Linked DNA regions of Sus scrofa: all the other regions are linked to region 3. Evidence: chromatin contacts called from public HiChIP or PLAC-seq data. All regions are on one chromosome and are shown on one strand. Each heading gives the region's core, a stretch centred on a gene start, on an enhancer-like site or on the middle of the called end of the contact. The rest is flanking DNA. Distances are from core to core; before and after follow the strand shown. Region 1 overlaps LOC110262179 (a long non-coding RNA gene). Region 2 overlaps TET2 (methylcytosine dioxygenase TET2). Region 3 has its middle 180 kb from the start of TET2.

Region 1 (3,217 bases), core at 312-2,811, 140 kb before region 3:
TAACCCTCAAAATCCACTCCTGCACATATTCTTCCCAGTCCTGCCAATGTATATAAGCTAGTACTAGATTTTTTTTTTTTTTTTGTAAAAAAGCTATTTTCTTCTGGAACAGGGACTGTATTTCTCTACTCAGTGAATAGTGGGTCATGGCCATAGTTACTGGTTTGTGCATTATAAGGGGAGACTTGGTGGGTTCTGAGGAGGCCGCATCATCTTTCTAGGCATCTGCCTCAGGTGAGATCTTTACAAGATTGTCAGGTAAGAGACATCCTTCTCCTCCAGCTGGAGGAGGGGCCTGCTTCAGGAGACAAATTAGCCATGGAATTTCATTTTGAGGGTCTGCTTTCCAGGACCATTCCTGGTACCAAATGCCTTTGGGTTTCCTTAAAAGCAATGCCTGAGATAAGAGCTTGGGTACAGGTGGTCTATTTGGGAAGTGACCCTACAAACCATGAGTGGCCAAGTAAGAAGAATGAGATGGTGACAATAGAGTGCCTTATTCAACCCAACCTTATATGGGCAACAAGGGACTTTTGAGAAGAACGAAGAATGCCTCCAAAAATTAGCCATCTGAGGGATGGAAGTCTGGAACGTTTATCTACTGACTCTCCCGCTGTGGCCTGACCTGGCTCATGTGGGCAAGCCAGCTCCTGTGGCTCCTAGGAGCAGAACCCAGGAAGACATGCAGTGGTGGGCACTTGAGGTAGGAGGTTGGCTGCAGGAGCAGAGAGAGAACTCTTGACAATAATCATAGCTACAGTCAAGATGGGGAGGTAAAGACATACAGACTTAGGAAGGAAGTCTAAGCTAGAGATACAGATGTGAAAATTGGGCAGAGGTGATATTGAAAATGTAAGAACAAATGAGATCATCAAAGAGGAGGAAGAGAACACAAAAGAACACCTATTTTTAAGAGGATGGGAAGAGGATTCAGGAATGAAGACTAAGACTTGATGGGAGTTACGAATGAAAAAAGTGTTTCCTTAACTCTTTCTCTCCTCTTGAAGAATATTACATGATTTTATAACTGCTGCCTTGAAAAAAAAAAGTGATCTGAGATGTGAGAGAATCAGGAGAGTGCAGTATCATGGAAAACAAAAGAAGAGAAATTTCTCAAAGGAGTAGGTGGTTGGCATCTTCAAATACCATAGAGAAATCTACCAAAATAAATACTTGAAAACATTCCCTGTATTTATCAATAAGCAGGTCATTTTCACCACTGTCTTTGTAAGTTCCAGTAAGGTAGTAAAGGCAGAAGCCAGCTTACAGTGGGTTTGTAAATCAGATGAGAGGGAGTAGAGACAATCAGTATGGCAACACTTTAAGGTGATTCACTAAGAGGTAAAGAAGAGATTCAGTATTCAGGATTTAACAGGAAAGGGAGAGGTTCTTTCTTAGCTGGGTATTCAGGTTTCAAAGTTGTAAATTAGTCACTTCAAAGATTTTTTTTTTTCTTCTTTTTTAAACTAGTTCAGTGGACTAATTTTTGTTGAGGAGTTAGTTCTTAAGCAGTTAATAGGCGATTCAGATGCTCTAGGAAATGCCATCCTTTTATTTATCTCACCACTTCCTCTTACAAAAGGAAAGACTTGGGTTACAACTTGGTTGTGTTCTGTTCTAAGCACCAGAATTCAAGTGGGGTTGCCCAGAGCCCGGAAACAGGAGGAAAAAGTCATTAAAATAAACACAAAGCTTGTTTACATATTCGCAGGAAACTTCCCACGACCTATTAAAATGGAAACAAAGAGCTCACATTCAAGAAAGGGATGCAAATGTTGAATTTCTCTTAACCCACGGAGGCCAATTTCTTTACAGCAAAAAGCCCACAAAAGAAAATTAGTCAAATGCACTACTGTTTTCTCTGGCTGCCAGCTTTTCTGCATCTGGTCACAACGTTGCACTGATTTCCCCCCTTCTTAGAGGCAGGCGGGAGCTTGAAATTCCCTGCTGAAGCAGAGGGCATCCGTGCAGGGGCACATCATGGGCAACTGCAGTGTGACTCACACTGTGACGCTGGGAATCTTGGGAGTTGAGCTGAGGACAAAATGGGAGGGATTTCTCTGCCCCCGGACTGGACTCTCAGTGTGTTCACACACCCCATTCTTCATGAGAGCTTACTGCTTGGCTAAAAGTGCCTCATGGAAAAAGATTATGAAGCCTATAGGCAAGTTAGTGCTTATTGTCTTCTTTCTATCCTAACTTCCTTTCTTGGCGTTGGGCTTTACTGTTTTTTTGGTTTGTTTTGTTTTTGTTTTTTCTGAAGTTCCCCAACTTTATATATGAGTTTATGAGAAATTTTCTAGCTAAGCTTGGCAATGATGATATTAGAATTTGTAGAGCAATCACAATTGGGCAGTCCAAAGAACTATGTGGAACTTAATCTCCGGAACACTTGTTAGGAGATATTATTAGGTTTAAGACTGATATTCAATTGCGGGAAGATCTGAAAGGCAGTTTCCCCCCTCTTCCTTTCCCTTCCTTCTTTCTCCCCTTCTTTTCTGTTCTATTTTTCCTCTTCTTAACATTACCATGTCTGCCCTGATGGTCTGCTTTTCTCACAGGGCTATTATGGGATTAAATAACACATAGGAGGCTATTTTAATTTTGTTTGTTTGTTTGTTTTTGGCCATGCCCACAGCATGTGGAAGTTCCCAGACCAGGGAATGAACAGGAGTGACAACGCTGGATCCTTAACCCGAAGTGCCACCAGGGAATTCTGGAAGCTGTGTTATTTTGCTTTTTAGGGCTGCACCCTATGGCATGTGGAAGTTCCCAGGCTAGGGGTCAAATTGGAGCTGCAACTCCCAGCCTGCACCACAGCCACAGCAAAGTGGGATTCCAGCCTCATCTGCAAAGTACACCACAGCTCATGGCAATGCTGGATCCCCAACCCACTGAACGAGGCCAGGAATTGAATCCACATCCTCATGGATACTAGTTGTATTTGTTTCTGCTATATCACAGAGGGAAATCCCAGGAAGCTATTTTAAATTCTGTGAAGCCCTATGGTATTTTTTTGTGATTATGATGATCACTCCTGTGCTATTTTGGAAGGAAGATCAAAGACGATACCACCGATAGAAACACAACAAATGACACAGATATTTCTTTTACCCTGCATATGAGCTGAGATAGTACTGGTAGTGGAAGTGTCATGTTGTTTTAAAACAATAGTTTTTTTCTTTTTTAGGGCCACACCTGTGGCATATGTCAGTTC
Region 2 (3,124 bases), core at 130-2,629, 210 kb before region 3:
GTCTTCTAAAACGGATGAGTGCAACCAAGCAGGAAAACACTACTTTGCTACAGTACTTTGTCACACACTTTTCATCACATGACAAAGTAAAAATCATCAAGAAACTCCTAAGAAAAAGAAGCTCTTCTAAAAGCATATTAATCGTGACTAAATTGAGAGTTTATAAACCATAACCACACAGACACACATGACATACACTCCAAAAAAAGAAAAAAACAAAAGACTTGGCCAAAGAGCATATACAGCATAGCTTAGAGAGGAGGACTAATGATGAAAACTTTAAGGGCTTTAAAATATTCCAGGTAGAAATATAAAGAGCATAATAATAATGATTAATGGCATCAGAGGCTTTATTTTTAAACTTGCTTTTATAGAGGCAAACAAGAAATGAAAATTTAAGAAGGACACAAGGTAGTTAGGGAAAACAACTTTAATATGGAGGAATAAATATGAGGATTTGAGTTATAAAGAATGATAAATGAGCAATACCAATAAAAAAGTGAGGAAGTACCGTTTGTGATGATGTCTAGAGACAAATGGTGAATATTAAAATTTCAGAACTTTTTTTTTTTGGAGTGCCATGATATCCCAGAGTGCAAAAATAGCCTCTAAAATAAGTAAGAACAAATTAGCTCCCTTGTAAAGCAAAGAAACTATATATTTTAAAACAAAAAGCCCAATAATTATAGAACATGCATGAATATATTTTATACTCATTCATGCAAGTATGATAACAGAAAAGAGCAGGAATGTGACAATGTTACTTCCTTCTATGTGTTAATGATGGAGGTTTTGGAATGTGGGACAGTATTTTTAGAAGTGAAAGAATAAAATCACCACTTAAAAATCATTGAACAAAGTGGAGTTTGGGGAAAAAAGGAGCCACTGACTCTGCCTTTAAAGAGGAATGTCTGGGAAAAGCTCTTCATGCCAAGTTGACTCGGGTTCATTGGCCATAGAAATCAATACTGAATGTCTTGATTCTCCACTGACTGGGAGTGGATGAGAAGCTAAATGAAAACTGGAGCATTAACTCCAGACAACTCCACATACACTTGGAGATGTGAAAGTGTCATTTCTAAGAAAGGTCAATTATCAGCTGCAGAAAGGCATAACTACTCTAACCTTCAAGAATGAGTCAAAAAAGAGAAGGGAAACAAACAAATGAGCAACCATTAATACATGCATGTTATTTCAGCTCAGTAGCCATTAAAAGCCAGATACTGTGCATGCTAGAAAAACCTTTCTTTTTGAGAAAGATGAGTAATACTGAAGAAATTAATAGTGGGATAAACTTAACCAGGTCTCACTAGGAATGCAGCTGCTTACAGAACCTCAGTGTACAGTCTTATAGCAGGAGGTCAATCTCTCCAACAACTGTCACTAAAATGACTAACACTCTAGGTTTACGCCAGGTCAGTGTACACAGGTCATCTCCAGAGCCATGAATGAAGTCATGCTTTATCAGAAAGCAGGTCAGAGGTGACATAAATCATCTAAATATAACAGATGACTAAAAACAACTTTCTATTATAAGCACTCATTTCCTAAATGAAGAGGATACAGAGCCTTCAATTTTTGAGGACTGATGAGGAGGGAAATCCTCACATAAAACCAAAGACAACTTTTGCATCTTCAGTTCTCTGAGAAAAGGCATGGAGTCTGGAGGTACGTGAATTTGGTCGGTAGTCTTTGTGTATCATGAACACTGAATCTTGCCCACTGACTGCCTTCTGACACCTCCTCTGCCCTCTTCTACTCACCTTTTTTACAAAGGACTGGTGCTCACTGTTCACTGCAAGTAAGGTTGCAAGTCAGTTAAGAAGGATATTAGATTATTCCCTTACTACACATTGGAAAACCCAGTGTTAACAGAGGACTTGAATTAAAAACACTAGTTACCAAGTGTAACTAGGTAAGAAAAAGAAGAAATACTTTTACTGCTTAGCTTTTTATAAATGTAAGGGTTTTTTTTCTGGTTGCTTTACATTTTTTAAATTAAACTAATTTTTTAGAGCAGATTTAGGTTCACTCTACTCTTTAGTGGAAAGTACAGTGAGTTGTCATATACCTCTGTCCACACGTTTGTAAAACTTCTCCCACAATGAACATTCTTTCTGGAGAGATACATTTGCGACAGCTGATGAACCTACACCGACACATCATTATCACCCCAAATCCATAACTGACATTAGGAATCACTCTTGTACATTCTATGAGTTTTGACAGATGTATAATGACATGTATCTACCACTATATTACAGATTAGTTTCACTACCCTTAAAATCCTGTTTTCTGCTTATACATTCTTCCTATTCCCTAATCCCTGGAAACAGCTTATCTCTTTACTGTCCACATTGTTGCACCTTTTCCAGAATGTCATACAACTGGAAGCAGAGTACAGACCTTTACAGAATAGCTTATTTTTCTTAGTAACATGCATTTAAGGTTCCTCTATACCCAGGGATCGAACCTGTACCACAGCTATAACCAGAGCCACAGCAGTGACAACACCAGATCCTTAACCTGCTGAGACACAGGGAAACTCCAGTGCCTTATTTCTTTTTAGTGTGTATGCCACAGTTTACCCATTCACCTACTGAAGGGTATCTTGGTTGCTAACAAGTTTTGGCCATTACAAGGAAAGGTGCTAAAACATTATGTGTGCAGGTTTTTGTGTGGACATACATTTTCAGCTCCTTTGAGTAAACACCCAGGAATGCAATCACTGAATTGTATGGTAAGAGTACATTTAGTTTTGTGAGTAATTGGTCAACTTTCTTCCAAAGTGGCTCTACCACTTTGCATTCCACCATCAATGAATGAAGAGTTTCTTTTGCCTTACTTCCTTGCCAACATTTGGTGTTCTCAGTTTTAGATTTTGGCCATTCTAATAGGCGTGTAGTGGAATCTCACTGTTGTTTTAGTTTGCAATTCTCTAATGACAGTTTTTCATATGCTTACTTGCCAACTGTATAACTTCTTTGATGATGTGTCTGTTCAAGTCTTTTGTCCATTTTTAAAATGTCATTCATTTTTATTGTTTTAACAGATTGAAAAGTTCTATGTATATTTTGAATAACGGTCCTTTATCAAATGTTTTCTTTGGAAATATTATCTCCCA
Region 3 (3,398 bases), core at 561-3,060:
GTGATTGGGTGAACACCAGGGTTCAGTGGTTTGTTTGTGATGCACATGCACATCCAAACATTTGGATGTCTATCCAACATTTTAGTTAGAACTTTTCCCTCTATTAGCACAGTTTAGAAAAGTGTAATGTGTGACTTCTATAGCACATTCATGGTTCTATTTTTATCAGCATAGTAAACAAAGGAAAGCAGTCTATGTTTTTGAATGTCTTTCCTTTTCTTAAGTTCACTTGGGGTTAAAGTAGCATGACATTAGTTCTTTATGAATCACTGTTGATAGTAAGACTACATATATATTGTGAATTCAGAATTTGAGAGACAAAATCAAGATGGGCTGTGATACACTGTGTGAAAGACAGAAATGGGTGACATAAATGATAGTAATTGGGGACAAATGGGAAGGAGACCATCCAAGAGGGACCTCTATGAGGACGTAACATATATATGGAGATCCGGAGGATGAGAAGTCATAGGAAGAACTAGAGAAAGAGTCTTGTAGGTAGAGAGAATTGAAGGTATAGAACTCTGAGGTGAAAGGCGCTTATTGGTTGGGAATAGGAAGGAGGGTAGCTTAAACTCCCCTAGAAAGAATCTTTCTGACTTGCATTTATTTTGTAACCGACGGAGAGTTCCCTGCTCTCAAGCAGGAAAGAGTAGGTTATGCCACTGTAACCAACCATCCGCAATCTATAAGCTGCTCTAAACAGCTGGATTGATTTCTCACCTACCCAGTATGTCCAGGGGGCTGGCTAGGTGCTCTGGGCTGTATTCTTTTCACTCCAAAACCCACGGTGATGAAACTGGCATATCTGGAATGCAGTGCTTATAGTGGTGGCAGAGTCAAAACAGACAGCACTGCACATCCAGTGCAGGCTCTTAAAGCTTCCACACACATCACTTCCACTATCATCTCATTGGCCAAAGACACTAATCTCAAGTCAACAAGGAAGTGTAATTTTCCCGTGTGCCTGGAAGAGGAGTGGAACTGGAAATATTGATGAGTGGCAGTAATAGCTCCTTTGGGGGTGGGGTGGTGAGCAGTGAACAAGCTAGAACTGTATATAGAAGGTGTGTGTGTGTGTGTGTGTGTGTGTGTGTGTGTGTGTGTGTGTGTGTAGGTATGTGCATGTCGCCAGGGAAAAGGTCTGTTGCTTTAATCAGATTCTCAAAAGGATCTGACACATCAACAATTAAAAACCGCTGGACCAGTTGAAAACTGTCATGTAAACAGATAATTGCTATACAAGGCAATTTGCAGCATGAGTGAGAGGCTGAAATGATTAAAGAACGGGGGTGGGTATGTGTGTACATGTGTGTGTATGCGAGTGCGTGCATGGTGATAAGGAAAAAGTTGATCAAATTTGTGGACTAAAAGGGAGAAGCCAGAGAACAGGGAGCAGTGAATTAAAGACCCCAAATGTGAGGGGAAATGACTGATATAATGCATTACCAGATGCCTAAGTAGATGGTGTCCAATATCCTATGGGGTGTTCACTTCAGAGATTAGAAGAAATGACTCATCTGTGATTTAGGAGGAAGGGAGGGAAAAGATGGCTGCCTCATGGATGTCAGGCAGGCTGCAAGTGGAGGGGAATGAGAAGACGTCTGTTTTGTCCTTGCTACATGGACAAGGGCATCTACTCAGAATGAGGGGGACCGTTGAGCATGTTGATAGGTTAGAACAGCTGTGAGGGAAATCTGAAACGGAGCTGACTTGGGGACAAATAAAAGGACTGCCAGTAGTACTGGGGGCCCAGCCGATGTTGGAGAATGTAGATTTGTTGCAGTGCCAGTAAAGAGAGTTATGGGATTTTTCTTTCCATGCCCAGCTGCCTGGAAGCAGGAGTGGAGAGAGTAAACAGTTAGACTTATCCAGGCTGGGGATTGGCAGAGCAGGTGCAACAACATGTTTTGCTGATAATCTGAAGTTCAAGAATCTCTGCATAGGGAAAAAGGACTGATTTTGCTTTTAATTTTTTAAAAAATAAGTTGGTCCATTATGGTGAGAAGCAGCTTTACAACTACAGTTATTCCCTGTAGGTTGTAATCCATGGTCCCTGTGCAATATTTCTTTGTTTCACGGTCATAACTGCTATAACAAAATAATTGTATGGTTGAAGGGAAAGAGCATAGCTTATCCCTTACTGTTTAAGTAAAACTGACCATGGTGCACCCACTTAAGATTTTCTGTGTTCCTAATACTCCCTTACTCCATCAGTATAATCTCGCAGAGAAAGGTAAGAGGAAAAAAATGAAAGCCCTGGAGATATAATTACATACTCAGAAACAGAATTGCTTACCTAAGCATTTCGCCATTAATTAGCATGTTGTAAATTTTGCTGCCTTGGCTGATAGTAAGACATCTTATTTAGAGGAACCATTAAATGAAGACAAAAGAAAAACATCTGGAGTAGCTCAGCTCCAACGTAGACTGTCATCTGAAATGGCATTGTATTGCATTTCTCTTTTCCCAGTTGCCTGCCAAATCCCCGAATTTCCCTGATTTTGGTGAGGTTACATCATAAGCATTGGACAAAAATGGTGTTGCTGTTCATAAAAGCCACATACGCATCCTGAAGGCAAACATGCTTTTGATAATCGTTTTTTTCTGGTATACCGAATGACTTTCCTTGAAACCTGTCATTTTATTTTCCATTTTCTCAGAATGGAGGTCTCATCTTTTTAAGTATCTCTTGGTGACCGACAAGTGAGGTGAACAGGCCAAATCCGATCATTTCGAATTGTTTGAGGCTCAAGGTAATGTGACTTTTTGCATCCTTCCTCAACAGAGAGAAGTTAGCAGGAGGCAAGCAAGTTAATCTTCTAAAAGAGCTTGTTGCTGCACATGGCTCTTCCCCAGAAAATCCTCTCTCTGAATTTCAGTTGTTGAAACTAGCAGGTTTTATCTCCAGGAACTAAGATAAGTTTCTCTCCGCTCTGGCCTGCCAACTTGTAGACTGTCTTCAGCTGAGGCAGAGCTGCCAGAATGAATAGCTGGAGAATCCACCCGACTCTCTATTTATTTTAGAGTATGATAATTGGAGGGAAAATGAAAATTGTCAGTTTTTCATTACACCCTCAAGCTCTCAGAGCTGGTTATCCCATCAGGCCTCCCAAATATACTTCTGCAGAAAATTGTATAAACAGATGGAAAAGCCAGGAAGAAGGGGATTCATGTCTTGCCAAAGGCCACACAGTATGTTTAGGGCAGGACTGGGCCCCTGTAATTCCTGACAGAGCTGAGGTCTTCCTGCTCTGGCCCCAGAGCCAGGGGAGCATGTGGACACTGAGATCACTCAGTGGACCCTGGGCAGTGCCTGGTTGTGCAAGGGGTGAGGGCAATGAATTTGAACTAGACCCAAAATGACCCACAACAAGCTGAACCAAAAGTCCAGAGAC

Evidence for each region. HiChIP or PLAC-seq counts read pairs in DNA pulled down with a chosen protein or histone mark.
Region 1: a contact with region 3 is called in an H3K27ac HiChIP or PLAC-seq map of skeletal muscle. The contact joins two enhancer-like sites. A contact is called at or near these places in 1 of 47 Hi-C or Micro-C datasets (epiblast stem cells) and 2 of 2 datasets of contacts at active chromatin or transcription factors (alveolar macrophages and skeletal muscle).
Region 2: an H3K27ac HiChIP or PLAC-seq map of skeletal muscle shows a contact between it and region 3. The contact joins two enhancer-like sites. A contact is called at or near these places in 2 of 2 datasets of contacts at active chromatin or transcription factors (alveolar macrophages and skeletal muscle).

What each region holds. Positions count from the first base shown.
Region 1 is chr8:116,591,585-116,594,801 of Sscrofa11.1, forward strand. All of the region lies in intron 3 of LOC110262179 (a long non-coding RNA gene), which reads left to right. Among named protein-coding and RNA genes, the nearest start is that of TET2, 46 kb to the left of the region's middle. Within about 2 kb of position 1,562, at least 34 of the 83 cell types and tissues checked have an H3K27ac peak or open chromatin away from gene starts, as enhancers often do. A contact at or near this core is called in skeletal muscle, where this site is marked.
Region 2 is chr8:116,518,227-116,521,350 of Sscrofa11.1, forward strand. All of the region lies in intron 1 of TET2 (methylcytosine dioxygenase TET2), which reads right to left. Among named protein-coding and RNA genes, the nearest start is that of TET2, 27 kb to the right of the region's middle. Within about 2 kb of position 1,380, at least 11 of the 83 cell types and tissues checked have an H3K27ac peak or open chromatin away from gene starts, as enhancers often do. A contact at or near this core is called in skeletal muscle, where this site is marked.
Region 3 is chr8:116,726,966-116,730,363 of Sscrofa11.1, forward strand. No RefSeq gene overlaps it. Among named protein-coding and RNA genes, the nearest start is that of TET2, 180 kb to the left of the region's middle. Within about 2 kb of position 1,811, at least 4 of the 83 cell types and tissues checked have an H3K27ac peak or open chromatin away from gene starts, as enhancers often do. A contact at or near this core is called in skeletal muscle, where this site is marked.